2 separate regions of the Mus musculus genome follow, and region 1 is linked to region 2. The links are chromatin contacts, called in public HiChIP or PLAC-seq maps. All regions are on one chromosome and are shown on one strand. Each heading gives the region's core, a stretch centred on a gene start, on an enhancer-like site or on the middle of the called end of the contact. The rest is flanking DNA. Distances are from core to core; before and after follow the strand shown.

What was found. HiChIP or PLAC-seq counts read pairs in DNA pulled down with a chosen protein or histone mark.
Region 1: a contact with region 2 is called in an H3K27ac HiChIP or PLAC-seq map of T-cell acute lymphoblastic leukemia, with 12 times the contacts expected there. The contact joins two enhancer-like sites. A contact is called at or near these places in 1 of 15 datasets of contacts at CTCF or cohesin (the NIH/3T3 cell line), 57 of 484 Hi-C or Micro-C datasets (the AML12 cell line, the Ba/F3 cell line, the C2C12 cell line and 37 more) and 2 of 115 datasets of contacts at active chromatin or transcription factors (T-cell acute lymphoblastic leukemia and oligodendrocyte precursor cells).

The regions. Positions count from the first base shown.
Region 1 is chr4:106,226,520-106,230,471 of GRCm38.p6, reverse strand. No RefSeq gene overlaps it. Among named protein-coding and RNA genes, the nearest start is that of Gm12724, 8.6 kb to the left of the region's middle. Within about 2 kb of position 1,756, at least 32 of the 459 cell types and tissues checked have an H3K27ac peak or open chromatin away from gene starts, as enhancers often do. A contact at or near this core is called in T-cell acute lymphoblastic leukemia, where this site is marked.
Region 2 is chr4:105,129,217-105,133,269 of GRCm38.p6, reverse strand. No RefSeq gene overlaps it. Among named protein-coding and RNA genes, the nearest start is that of Prkaa2, 21 kb to the right of the region's middle. Within about 2 kb of position 1,974, at least 8 of the 459 cell types and tissues checked have an H3K27ac peak or open chromatin away from gene starts, as enhancers often do. A contact at or near this core is called in T-cell acute lymphoblastic leukemia, where this site is marked.

The DNA of each region.
Region 1 (3,952 bases), core at 507-3,006, 1.1 Mb before region 2:
ATGGGTGTTTTGTTTGCATGTCTATGTGCCATGTGTGTACAGTGCTGTGGAAGGCCACAAGAGGGCATCAGATCCCTTGGAACAGGAGTTATAGATGGTTGTGAGCTGTCATGTGGGTGCTGGGAATTGAATCCAGGTCCTCTGAAGGAGCAATCCGTGTTCTTAACTGCTGAACTGTCTCTCCAGTCCAGTCTCATAGCTATTTATTGTAAAGTTTTTTTTATTTTTAAACATGTGTTTTGGTCAGCGTTCTATTGTTGTGAAGAGATACCATAACTATGACAAGTCTTATAAAAGAAAGCATTTAGCCTATTATCATCATGTCGGGAAGCATGGTGGAACACAGGCAGACATGGTGCTGGAGAAGTAGCTGAGAGTTCTACATTTAGATCTGCAGTCAGTAGGAAGAGAGAGAGAGCCACTGGGTTTGGCTTAGGCCTTTGAAATCTCAAAGCACACTTCCAGTGACATACTTCTTCCAACAAGGACATTCTTCCTAGTCCTTCTCAAGGAGTGTCACTCCCTGATGACCAAGCATTTGCATATATGAGCCTTAGGGGCCATTCTTATTCAAATCATATAATATGCAATAGTATCTGCATATAGAAGCATTGGACCAACTTCTGCCAATGGCCAAATGTTTGACAGCTATTGGGTGAACTAGATCCAATTTCTGTACTTTGCCATCTTGCTCTGTGGCTTAGGACGGCGGTCTCTGGGGATTTACTCCGTGGTTGCTTCTTTTTTTTGGCTTCTGGCATTCAGAGGGCTGGAGAGAATAGATTTTGGTGTATCTACTGAGGTCACAGTTTCTACCAGATGGCCTTTCCTACCTAGTCTCCCAGTCTCTATGTTTCTATGACCACTTCCTCTTCTGGGGTTTGGCTATTTCTGAAGGTGTGATCCCTGTGGCTTTTCTGCATCCTGACTACTCTCTCTCTCTCTCTCTCCCTCCCTCCCCCCCTCTCTGCCCCCAAATTATTATCACTATTATTTTAATTTTTTAAATGTTTACTTTTTAAAATTTTATTTTTAGAGACAGGGTTTCTTTATGCAGCTCTGGCTGTCCTGGAGCTCACTCTGTTGACCATGCTGGGTTCATCTTGTCTCTGACTCCTGAGGGTTAAATACATGCACTATAACTCCTGGCTCTGACTATTCTTTTATAATCTGCTTAAAAACATTCCCTAAACTACCTAATTCCAGTAGGATATGTGTTTGCCAGGTCTTGACTTCTATACTGTTTCCCATGGGTCTTCTCACGATATTGTATATTTTATTGCCTTCCACTCTGTTCAGTGTCATGAAGCCTATTACAGGATAGGAGACTCACTTTGCATCCTGTGTGTTGACAGGCATACTCTTAACCCTGAGGAGTTTGAAAAAGCATGGACACCCGAGCCCCAACTACAGAGCTGCACACTTTGGGTCTGGGTGGCCCTAGGTTTCTGGTGCCAGGAGCTTCAGAGGAAACCTGAGATGGGGAAGTGACAGGTATGACTGACTGTAGTGTGTCTAGGGAAGACTGGGTGAAGCCTTCTGGGCCACCTCCAAACCCCCATGCAGCATCTGTAGCGTGCATGCACATGTGGGGTGCGTGCGTGCGTGCATGTGTGCATGCATGTGTGTGTGTGCATGTGTGTGTGTGTTCTTCCACTGTCTTGCCCAGGATCTCATCGTTTTCAGGAGTCCCTTAGTCTGATCCTAGAGGCTGAGGTCTAGAGAAGAACATGGGCTATGACTGCATACGCCACTGCCCTCTTGTGGGCATAGGCGAAACTGTGATAATGGCCTATGGTCTTCCCTTGGCCTTCAAATCCTAGGACCAAATGAGGTTTCAAAGAGCAACTTAGTCAAGCACAGCAGAAGCCGTGCCTAGCCTCTCCCGGAAGACAGCCTTTCCCTAACAGCCTTTGGCAAAGGAAGATGTCCTATTTCTCAGTTTCAAGGGTTGGTTAATTGCTTTAGAATTAGCGCTCCATAGTGAGGGGACCAGGAGGATTAATTGCCTTGCAGAATAACCCTAATTAAAAATCTGGCAGAGAATTTAAGACACACACCTCACACACACACACACACACACACACACACACACACACACACACACACACACACACAAGCCCTGGGAAGATAGGTCAGCTTAGTGGAAGGTTGAAGAACAGCAGGGACAGGGAGCAAGGTTCCTGTGTCCCTCCCGAGACACTGAGACGGAGACCCATGACTCTTCCTGGGTTCTTCTGAACTCCTTGGTAATCTTCCCTGTGGCTTCAGTCTCCCCGTGTCCCATCTTCTAAGCCAGGTCCTGAGCTTCACCCTGCTGGTCACTTCACACCACACACCTGCTCCTTGCCTTTGTTCAGCAATTCAAACAAACAAACAAACAAACAAACAAACAAACAACTCCTAATTTTCAGTAGCTCTTTTACAGCAACAATGGTAGCAACCTGCTATTCGATCCCATCAATTTATGTATAGTGTATGACACTTGATGTCATATTATTGTAACTAATAACATAAAAGGAGTGCTTTCCTTTTTGATGGGAAAGATACAAGAAAGGATGAATGTGTTCCTAAAACTAGATAGTTTTGATTGCTTAAATCTTCATGAAATAAATTTTTGTGCCCTGTTTGGATAACTGTTTATAGTGATTGTTGGCCACCCATAATCCCTTTGGGTATAAAGTATAATAAATGTTGGGGGTTCTTCCTGAAGGTTATTTCTGAGTTTTTCAATTTTCACATGTGAAAACTTGTAGCTTTATTACTCTTTTTGCCCCCTTCCTGTTCCTTGGCACTGGGGGGTGCTGTTGGCTAGGCTAAGAAGTAGTGTTTGCCCCGCTCCATGTCCGGTAGTTTCGTCTTCAATTATGCCAGTGCCAGTAGCACATTACTTCCCTGCTGGACGAGGGAATGTACATGCTAACGATGCTTCGGAGAGCAGGAGCACCCTTCAGAGGGCTTTTCCTGGCTTCTTGCAGGAATGGCATATTGCAAGAATGACTTACGAGCACGAAACCCAGACAGAGGAGGCATGTAACCCACCTGCATAAGTTCACCAGTGAATGGTGGCCAGGCGACCTTTGCCTTAGTACGGAGGTCCCTAAGTGGACAGGTCATCTTGCTAATGCTGTGACTGACGGGTGTGCGGAAATGGGATCTGCTTCCTGAAGTTATGGACATGTGACACTAAGCAGCAGCCTCACTGGTCAAACTTATTGGCATCAGATTTGAGTATGAATTCTTTCTTTTTCTTTTCCTAATATTGGTTTTTCCTTGGGCAAGATAGAAAATTCCTTAAGCCTCAGTCTTCCTATCTGAGGAGTGGGGTTTAAAATGTTTGCCTCGTACAATATCTATGGGGCTGGCTGAAATAAGCTTACCAAGCTACAGCCTGAAGTCTGTCAGGGCTCCATCAATTTATTTATGATGTTTATTACAACGTCACTCTGGTTATCTGGCCCACAGAGGTTTTCACGTACAATAACATCCAGGAATCCTGGCCAGAGAAGACCACAGCACAAGTCACTGTACCCGGTAACAGCCAAGCAAGCTTGCATTTGCTAAAGAGCCTCACGCAAACTGCACTTGTTTCCAGCTCTGCCGTGGCTCCGCCAACGAGGCTCTTTAAATGGAAGATGCTAAAGGGAGTTTGCATGGCCCTGTGTCCCCTTCTCTACTAATGAATGACACTGAGGAGAATTTAGAAGGTTTGTCTCAATCTGGCAGATCACTCACTGGGGCTAGCAAGCAGTGACAGGTGAATGTCAGTATGTATGTTATCCATTTTCCCATCTCTGTATCCCCAGTCAGCCCCCAACTCTTTCTGCAGTTGTAATTGTAATTGTCAGGGTTCTCTGGAGGAATGGAACAAGTAGGATGAAAAAAAACGCGAATTCGTGAAGTCAGTTTTAAAATAATAGCACCAGCAGACATATGCTACAGAGCTGAAAAT
Region 2 (4,053 bases), core at 725-3,224:
GTTGAGCCAGGATGATTATAAAGTCAAGACCAGCCTGGACTAGGTAGTAAGTTCGAGGCTACACTGGCAACTTAGTGAAAACCTGTCTCCAAATTAAAAATAAGTATCTAAAAGTGTTGTGGCTGAGTGGTGGGACACTTACCTAGCCTGAATAAGACTCTGGGTTCCATCCCCAGCACCATAAAAAAAAGGTGCTAAAGGTATGAATGAATGACTGTTACCCTTCAGCAGGTCCCAGAGTTCCTGCCTTGCATGGGAAAAGAAGGATCCAAACTCAGTGACTTACGCCAGGCCTCCTTACCAGGATAGCAGAGTTGGGGTTCTTGGCCTCTCAGCATAATCCCATGCTTGGAACAGAGTATCTTGGACTCAGTCTCCTGCTAGGCCTCGGAAATATCTGTAGGGACTGTCCACATGGACATCAAGAAGATAAACAGACAGTCCAAGGACATTGGAACTAGTCAAGGTCAAGCTGAAAGCACATCTTCTCTGCCTTCTTACTGTAGATCTGTATCTATGGAAAACACAGTCCAGTGACTGGCCTGGGAAGCCAAGGGCTGGGAGACCCCCTCACGTCTGGGGAGAATAGTTATGGGACTCTGTAGAATCTATATTCCTAGAGCTATGTATCTAGCAAGACCCCTAGCGTATGTCATGCCATCCCTTCAGGAGCCAGCATCAGGCCTGTCCACACTGTGGTCTTTGTACTAAATGTGTTCATGGCCATTCAGTGGGCAGTCCTTGGTTAAGGCTTAGTTTGTTCATGGAGCTAAGAGGTGCATAAGCCAGGCCTCTGGTGATAGGCTATATAAGTACAACAGGCAGAGATGAACAGGTCTCCCCACGAAGAAAGTACAAGGCAAGGCTATCACTTCTAACAGGCCTATGGAGCTGCAATCACAGACAGTTGGTAATAAACCCAAGATGCTGGGTGCTAGGAACTGAACTTGGATCCTCTGAAAGAGCAGTAAAGTCTCTTAACTGCTGATCTCTCCAGCCTGGCAATGCATTTTAAAAACTTCTAGCTGTTATAGAAACTGCAGGCAACAGTAAAAGTGACTCACAAAAAAATAAATAAATAAATAAGCAAGGGTACTTGCCAGATGAAACGGGAGGACGGGAGGACGGCATTCAGCAGGTGCAGGCACATCTGCTGATCTAGAGATAGGATTGTGAGGGAAGGTCCACCTTCTGGCTTCTACTTTCTCAGTTAAATTTGAAGAGAGGCTGTTCTTTGAACATGATAGGGATTAGGGAGAGGAAGTGTTGAGGGAAGAGAAGCTGTGAAATCAATAGCTCAGAGGAGGAAAGCGAGCTATCAGAGAGATGCCAGGTGGCAGTGTGGTTGTTCTGAACTTAACATCCTGTTGTAAGTCAATCCGAATTGATCTCTGAAAGAGATAGGACTGAATTAACTAGACACGGGCTTCGGCTCTTCACTTTTCCTTGTATCTTGGGCTGGATCTCCTGAAAGCAGAGCCTAAAGCTGACAGCTTACGAGCGGAACTCCTGGGAAGAAGAGTTAAGGGATCAAGACGGTTCAGTAAGGATGATGGACTGAGAGTCAAAGGCAGGCGCTGCAAAGTGACACATTGTTGCAGACAAAGCCGGCATTTCTAATCATTAGAACACATCGCTGGTTAGGACTGTTCACTTAAGCGAGCTAGATGTGATGGTTTTATCCGTAATCTAAGCCATAGAGCAACTGGGCATCGTGTTCCAGGTCAGCTCGAGTAATAATATACTGGGATCCTGCTTCACAAAACAAACAAACAAACAAACAAACAAACAACAAAAAATATTTGTTGACTCTCTGCGCTTTCTGGTTGCACATGACTTAGTGTCAACACCTAGTGGGGTTCAGAAGAGGCTGAGACACAAATGAAGCCGTGGGAGGCAGAGGTGGGGAGTGATTACAACTCAGAACTATATGAGCTTTGTCAGGGCATCTGGGGAGGGAATGGACACTGTTCTAGTGCAGGGTGATAGGAAGCCTTACACAGCCTAGTGAGAGGCTGGCAATGGCGCCTTGAGGAGGATTATGGGACACTGGCATCTGCCCCCAGCCAGGCTAACAAGGTACTCTTGCCACATACGCCTACAGGCCCAAAGCAATATAGTTCAGGGAACAAATGCGAAGTTAGCACAGGGCAAAGGAATCTTATGGATTCTAAATGCTGACTTATATTTAAAAAGCAAAAACAAAAACAAACATATCATAAAATTCCCCAGTCTTGATATCTTGTGTCCCATAGTTTATTTTAAGAAGGGCTGCTTTACCTAGTTCCGGAGAGCAGGATGGAGTGTTAGGTGTGCAGAACTGGACTGGGTATTTCAGGGTGCTCTATGCCCCTCCCTCTCCATTCCTCCTACATCTTTTAGTATGCGCCCTCACCCTGAGCATCCACTAACTGGCTTCAGGGGAACCTGACCCCTACCCAGCCCCTGTTCACACACAGGAAATGGGGTTTAGGGAATCCTTAGTGACAGGTCACGTGACAGGAGAGCAGGCACCTCACAGTCCTTTCTAAAGTCCCCTTTCTCCAGTGTGTCTTCAAGTAACTTTAGAACAGCTAGTGACTATTTATTTATTTATTTATTTATTTTCTTCAAGACAGGGTTTCTCTGTGTAGACCTGGCTGTCCTGGAGCTCACTCTGTAGACCAGGCTGGCCTCGAACTCAGAAATCCGCCTGCCTCTGCCTCCCAAGTTCTGGGACTAAAGGCATGGGCCACCACCGCCGGGCTTAGTGACTTTTTATATGACAGTTTGTACAGAATCTAGTTTCTCACAGAAAACGCATTTCCTTAAAGAATCTTCACCCAGAAGCTCATCAGCCTAGCAAAGACCAATGAGAGAGAGAAAACATGTGCACTACAGAGATCATTAAAGGAACCAGAGGAGAGTAGAGCAGAGAAACTTTTTTTTTTTTTTCCGAGACAGGGTTTCTCTGTGTAGCTGTGGTTAAAATCAAAGCTTCGGGGCAGGTGAGCTGACTTAGCAGGTAAGGCACTTGCTGCACAAGGCTGAAGCCATGGATTTGATCCTTGGAACCCGTTATCTAGGCGGAAGAAAAAAACTGACTGCACGAAGTTATCCCTGACACCCACTCCCCACCCCACCCCCGCACGGCACATGCATGCTAACACACATGGTAACATACGCTTGTGCGCGCGCGCGCGCGCGCGTGCGTGCACACACAATGGATTTGAATTCTTCCTTATTGCTTACTGTTTTCTCTGGCTTTGGCAAACTTACTCCATCTTTTGTAGCCATTTCCTCAGCAGCCAGGAGGACAGATAAATGCCTCATAGATTGTTTGGAGGATGGTCTCATGCCTACACAGCCTTTGGTGCTCGGTAGAGGTTAAATGATAGCCATCACCATTCAAAATTGAATTTTCCAGAAGGCAGGGGTAACATTTTCTACTGCTCTGTGCTCTTAAGTCTCAACTAAGTAAAATGCCATAAAATGTCTCCTGCTCACTCTATACCTCTAGGCTCTGAGAACAGTGAGCTGTGAGCCCCGGAGGAGAACAAGGTGTCAGGAAGTTTGACACTGATCTGTGTAAGACTCTCCATTGTCTTAAGACAGAGGAGAAATGTGAACATTGAGTCTCGAAGCCACTGGCCCTAGATCATTCCGATGCTAAAGATGAGCTAAGTCCTGTTGGTGGGAGTCTGTCCATTGTACTTTGTATTGGAAATAAACATGAATAAGGAGAGAGGTGGGATTTAAGGAGGACCCAGGTTTGCTTTTGGAGCCACGCCTGTGTCTATTTATTTACCCGGCACTCCCAGAACTTAGCACAGGGCCTGCTTCCCCGGGAAGCGCTCAATAAATATTTATCATTAACTGAATAAATAAATAAAGGAAGGAAAGGGCAGAAGAATGAACCAAGGCATGGGTGGATAAAATGACCTCTCAAAAAGGCATTTTTCCGCCTCAGCACTCAGCCTCAGACACTCAGTATTTGCTGGAGTCGCGATAATGCTTCTATTCAGTGCCTAGGGAGAGTAGAGGAAGCCATTCATTACCTGTTTACTGTAAGTA